2 separate regions of the Rattus norvegicus genome follow, and region 1 is linked to region 2. The links are chromatin contacts, called in public Hi-C maps. All regions are on one chromosome and are shown on one strand. The core of a region is the stretch at or near the end of the contact, and the rest is flanking DNA. Distances in the headings are between cores, read along the strand shown.

Region 1 (3,208 bases), core at 521-3,020, 3.1 Mb before region 2:
GGGGCGGTGGGATGGGATGGAGGTTTCCAGTGGGGAAACCAGTAAAGGGAGTAACATTTGAAATGTTAAAAATTCAATTAAAAAAAGAAAATTATTGCTGCTACAACACATTTCCATGTGTAGTAAAGTTTCAAGACATTAAATATTTTCTGTTAAATATAGAGATTCTGATGGTTGAGAAAAAGAAAAAAACAAAACAAACAAAATGGTTTTAATTAAGGAATAAATGTATGTTTCAAAGGTTAAATTTTACATTGTATTCTAAAATTGTATATACTTTGAGAAGATACTCATAGTGCTTTTGTGTATTACTGCCTTGACTTATGTAGGTTTTTATTTTAGGCTATCTCTGTTTCATCCCTAAAATATTCTTATAATGGTAGGCATTCAGTGCAGTGTGTCTAACAACTATTTGTATGTTTGAGAACAAATCCTATTCTCATTTTCTTGTAATTCAAGTTGTAAATCAGCCAGGAGCAACTCTGGAAAATTCATGTTTGTGTGAATAGTGTCATTCTCCTGAAGGCTTCTGGCTACAGTGTTGTATTACAGCCCATCTTGCCTCACTTCCTGTCCCTTCTGTGCCAAGCCAGCCATTGCTATAGGAAATAATAAGTTGTTAGGTGTTAGGACATCTGGTTCTTGTCAGTCCTTTCCTCTGCCACACTCTCTGCTCTCTCCTGGGATTCAATGAGGCTAAGTGCCTGGTGCCCCAGAATCTTTTTGCCTTGTTCTCTGGTAGAGATAATTGCTTGGGGATAAAGGTGAAAAGAGCATGTAATTTCTCACCATTGCTCGAAAATTAGATGCCAACAACTGACTGAAATCTTGTGAAACAACTTTATTTCAAAGCAATGATCTCAGTTATGTGTTAGATATTTAAGCAATGCTGTTACAAAGACAAAACTTATACTGTTTGAATATTTATGGCTTTTCAATAAAAGTCTAATTTAAAATAAAGACTAAAGAGACACAGCTTTTTTCTACATACATTTATTTTGCTGGACAGGAAAGGGTTATTTGCTTTCCCTGTTTTTATGGCTACATTGTAGGCTGCATTCTATTTAGCTACCTGAACAGAAGGCATATGGTTGAAATGTTGCACTGAGCGTTTGTGCCAGAGATAAATGTAAAGCTGTTTTAGGAGTCATTAAAACAACCAAACTAGACCTCAAGCTTGAAATCTTTTGGCCCACAGTGATGTCATTGCTGAACTACTCTATTGGTCTTCCTAATCACCAGCAACCTAGGTAGCTAAATATCCTAGGGATAGACAGGAATAGGGTGAACTACTGACTTAACCTATAGCTGTTGGAAAAGGCTGTTGCTGATCAGGAGATGGAGAACAGTGTTTTTCAGGCTCTATTAATAGACAGGTGCACAAATTTCACTTAACTACCACTGCTTAGATAGCTCTTTATAATATATTGCTAATTTCATCTTGGCACATTAGCATTATAAGCCTCAAATTTCTTCTTTAAAAATGTGCTCCCCATCTGCTTCTGCTGTATTTTTATACAGAAATTGCCTCTAAAAGCATAGGAATGCTTTTCCTGTTTCAAGGAGGTTGACTTAGAAAGGATGGAAAACTGAGGCACTCATGTGAATCCTTGAGCTGAAACATACAGGTTTAGGGTGTGAAGTACTCAAATGTAAATGGAATGGTAGCTCGCTGTCTCAGCCAGACTCCGTGGTTGGTTCATTGAACCCCAGTACAAAGGGTAAATAGCCACATATCCGTATTAGACATGGAGGGAATTCTGCTTCAAGAAAGACTACTTCATTATAGCACAATCCCTTGCTGCTCTGTTCTGAGATCACAAAGGGGTATCTGTCTGACGTCTGCAGGGTATTTTTATTTCTGACACCAGATGGCGCTCGTACATTTTAAATTTTGCTTTGATCAGTCCTGTTTTAAATTTTAGCCACTTTTCTTTTCAGGAAGATTTTGCTTAAAAGATTAAAGGTCACATGTGTGTTCTTTCATGTAAAATCTAATTGAAAACTTTCATTTACTCATTAAGAGGCCTGACCCTTCTTTTATACACGCAAACATTCACTGCAAAGTATTGTTGCGAATATTGATTATTGCAGGAATGACTGAGGAAAGCCCACAATAGCCTGTCTAATCATAAGAAAGTCGTTTAATAATGGTTCTAATTTTAAAAAGCAATTTTAGTTCGGATTCCATCGTTCTGTTTTAGACTCTTGAGGGGCGTGGCGTCATTAGAAACTAAGAATTACATTTATCCATCCTCATAGAAAACTCTTGTGTGCAAATGAATTCTCCGTGGAGCCTCAGGGACACCTGAGTTGTTCCTCTTACAATCTCACTTGTTCTGCTTCGTTCTTGCATTCCCAGATCAGTGTCTCTTTATTCCACTTAAACCATCAACCGGATAATGGCATAAAATTAGACTCTGATTACAAGAGCAGCAGTTGGGGCTGCGTTCCCTATCCTCCTCCCTCTTCCTGTGAACAGATTAGATCTTTACTTGTGTGAGAGAGGGCTGTTATGAATGGGTTTTCTTCTCTGGATCTTTATTTGTACTGGCTGATTTTTGCTTGCTGGCCTTGAACCTAGTTGTAAGCAGTTTTATTGTTTTCGGAAGACTTTTAGTTTATTAATGACCTTTGAGATTTTACTGAATTTTATAAGACCATTCATTGTCCCCATTGCCTTGTGTATCTCTGAAAAACCGACAATATTTTTTAATTGGAACTATCCTTTGCTGACTTTAAATTTTTTTCCATTTATCTTTGTCCTTTAATAAAAAGTGATGAGGGAAAAATAAAAAATTAATAAGTGTAATTTACAGAGAAAAGGTGATCATTATATCCTTTATAATTAAGTTGACTAGGAGAATGAAAAAGGTTTTAACAACCCTATCTTTCTCCAGTGCTAATATGCAAACTGCTCCTCTCAGTGTAATGAGCACCTTATCTAGTTCAAGATATTTCATTTTGAAACTAACATTTTTCCCTCTTAATAGTCCAGAGGGTTATTGACCAAAATGCATTGATTGACTTTGTTATGCTAATAGTAGCACAAAGGATGCCATGATGGGCTAAGCGCCCCAGGCTCCTGCAGAATTTTGATCTTGTCCTTTCCGAAGGAATCTATACCACCCTTTGCAAATAATCCTACATAAGCCACCCGAAAGTGTTTTCTTTGTAAGGGCTTCTTTCTTGGCAGCTCTCCTCTGAT
Region 2 (2,757 bases), core at 251-2,750:
CTTTCAGAGATTTTCTAATTAAGGCTTATATAGAGTACCTTCCTTCCACATTTCACTATTTGTGGAGCCCCAAAAAGTTTAGCTCTCTTACTATGGAACCTTTAATAACATTAAGAATGAAAGAGACAACAAAATCTGTCAAGACTATACAGTGGAAGGCTTATGTGGTGTTAATTTCTTTTGTTTCCTTACATCACTATCCTATTATTTCCTTATTTAAAACATTACATATGTTTCTTGCTTGGTTTACTGTATGAAGAAGACACTTAGATTTTATTGCATGATGGCACCTTGGTTTTGTCAGATAATATGGATCTTTACATGCCCAAACACTCCAATCATCTCACATGTGGCATTGTGTGCTTCTCTTCTGATCTTTGCCCTCCTTACAAGGCACCAACTCATACTACAATCTTCTCAAACTTTCCCTGGCCTCTGCAACATATATATATATATATATATATATATATATATATATATATATATATATATATATACATATATATATATATACATACATATATATATATGTGTGTGTGTGTATGTATGTTTGTATGTATGTCTATGTCTATGTCTATGTATGTATATGTATATGATACAATGGGTCATTCAGAGCCCCTTTCCTGTTAGCTTATACTTTAAAAGCAAATGTGCACATGAAATGTGTTGCCATGGGGGTTATGATCTGACTGTGTTAGTTCCAAAGGAAAGGATTGGCTTCTGAAAGAAGTAGTGCACAAGCAGATGAAGCATGACTAACTGGTTCAGTCCAGAGGACTCCTTAACTGTAAATATTGTGCTGTTTTAAGTAAATACACAGGCTGCCTGTAAAAGCCCCTGCCCTCAAGTATGAAGTTGTTGCTAGAGTGTTTACAAGTAGCAACACTACACATGTTCACACACACACAAGTGCACACACAATTGCACACACAGACACACAGACACACAGACACACACACACACACACACACACACACACACACACACACCACGAGAGTAAAGAGAGGGGGGAGTGGTAAAAAGACTTTATATAAAATCTACCTTACATGATGTATGTCCTTCCTACCCTATTAATAGTGTCTTGGGGATCTCTCTATAGATACAGGCCCACTGTGAAACACAGAGTGGCCCTTGGATACTGTAGAGTTGCTAGTCCTTCACTTTAAAATGCTATCCTTATAAAAATGTTAGCCCTGACACTGAAGCTTCTGCAGCATTACGTCACCTGGCACATTACAAAAGGGAAGAGCCCAACTAAAAGTGGAAAGCAGAGCAGATGTGAAGCATGCGCTGAACTCCCATGTAGGGCAGCAACTTAGCTTTTCTCATTCTTCGTCCCCAGGGAAGCAGTCTTCTTTTAATCCAGTTCAGACTGTTCTAAGGCAGCAACTATTTCTGAAAGTGTTGAACATGCAGAGCCAAACTTTCTAAGTATGGTGAACAGGAGGCAGGAAAAACATGATGTATTCTTAAAACCGAGGAAAAAGGAGGAGGCCATACTAGGCGATTGCAGAGAGCCTCCCCAGGCCTGTGCTTCATGGTGCTCCCCACACACCTGGGGGAGTAGTGTGATGGGAGGCTGTGCTTGCCACTGACATCATCGCTTTCTCTACTGTTCTTTACTTTCCTTATGACTTTCATACTCCTTTAATATGCTTTTCAAACTTGTTTTCTGACTTCTTCCCTCCTATTCAGTTAAGAATCAGAGCTGTGGCTACCCTTTAACCTCATGAAAGACCTTCTCTGTGGTCACGCAAGCATATCCTAGCTGATCATCTCTTGATCAAATTTCTGGTTCTCTGGTTGTTCTTTACTTCTATTGATCCCCACTAAAAATCAGGTTTACTTTAATGTAATCTGATAGCCTTTAAGTGAAAGAAACTCTTGGAAACAGAACTCACTTACAGGAGATGTGACAATTAATATGAGGTTTTATTTTTTTTTATTTCTTTTGGATTTTTTTTTGGGGGGGTTGGGTTTTTTTTTTTTGCTCCCAAGGACAAACAGCTGAGGGGTAAAAGGCTTGCACATATGAACTGAAGATTTTCAGAAATTCCTTTCTTGCCACTATAATTCTGATGGTCGAATTCCTCCTCCAATAGAAAAATTTCCACATGTCCTCAGTGATATTTAATGGTGAGGATTAACGAAGCTGATGCATATTAGTTAGGAACCAAGCAATACCAGACTTGACATTATTTAATCAATGAAGAGAAAAGCAAGGGTAAAGCTGCACCAAGTGCATCTTGCCTAAAGACTAGGCTGAATGCACAGGTCAAGGTGGTATGAGCAAGCAGCCTAAACAAGGTTCCAAGGTTGCCACTCTCGCAAGGGGCAGAACAATGACTTGACCTGGCAGAGACAGGAGAATCAAGAATTCTTTTTTGACTAGAAGCATAAAGTAAGAGTGTAAGAACATAAGAAGAAAGACCAGAAATTCAAACTAAATAGCTCAAAGAACAACAGGGCTGAGATTAAAAGGAACGTAAAACAAAGGTCAAAAGCCAGAACATAGCAACTTCATAGAAAATATAGCAGGAAAAAAAAAGTGTCAATCGTCTCCCTCACAGGAAAGCTTTTATGTTCTTTGCAGCAAAGAATTGAAGGCAAGATTTAAGTGTAGAGATAACACACAGCTTGCAGGGAGCTAATGCTTCACTAGGAAACTGGGAATTCCACCTGGCTGTGATGGGAACCATCAGAAATGAAGATAGGTTGGCAATCTGCTGAGAAAGCATCCGTAATTGGGATATGGGA

What was found. Hi-C and Micro-C count contacts between places; a contact is called where the count stands out from the background.
Region 1: a contact with region 2 is called in a Hi-C map of liver, with 9 times the contacts expected there. The contact joins two enhancer-like sites. A contact is called at or near these places in 8 of 12 Hi-C or Micro-C datasets (the A7r5 cell line, frontal cortex, hepatocytes and 4 more).

Annotation. Positions count from the first base shown.
Region 1 is chr5:99,957,668-99,960,875 of GRCr8, reverse strand. No RefSeq gene overlaps it. Among named protein-coding and RNA genes, the nearest start is that of Tyrp1, 370 kb to the left of the region's middle. Within about 2 kb of position 1,770, at least 6 of the 93 cell types and tissues checked have an H3K27ac peak or open chromatin away from gene starts, as enhancers often do.
Region 2 is chr5:96,829,129-96,831,885 of GRCr8, reverse strand. All of the region lies in intron 2 of Ptprd (protein tyrosine phosphatase, receptor type, D), which reads left to right. Among named protein-coding and RNA genes, the nearest start is that of Ptprdl, 580 kb to the left of the region's middle. Within about 2 kb of position 1,500, at least 10 of the 93 cell types and tissues checked have an H3K27ac peak or open chromatin away from gene starts, as enhancers often do.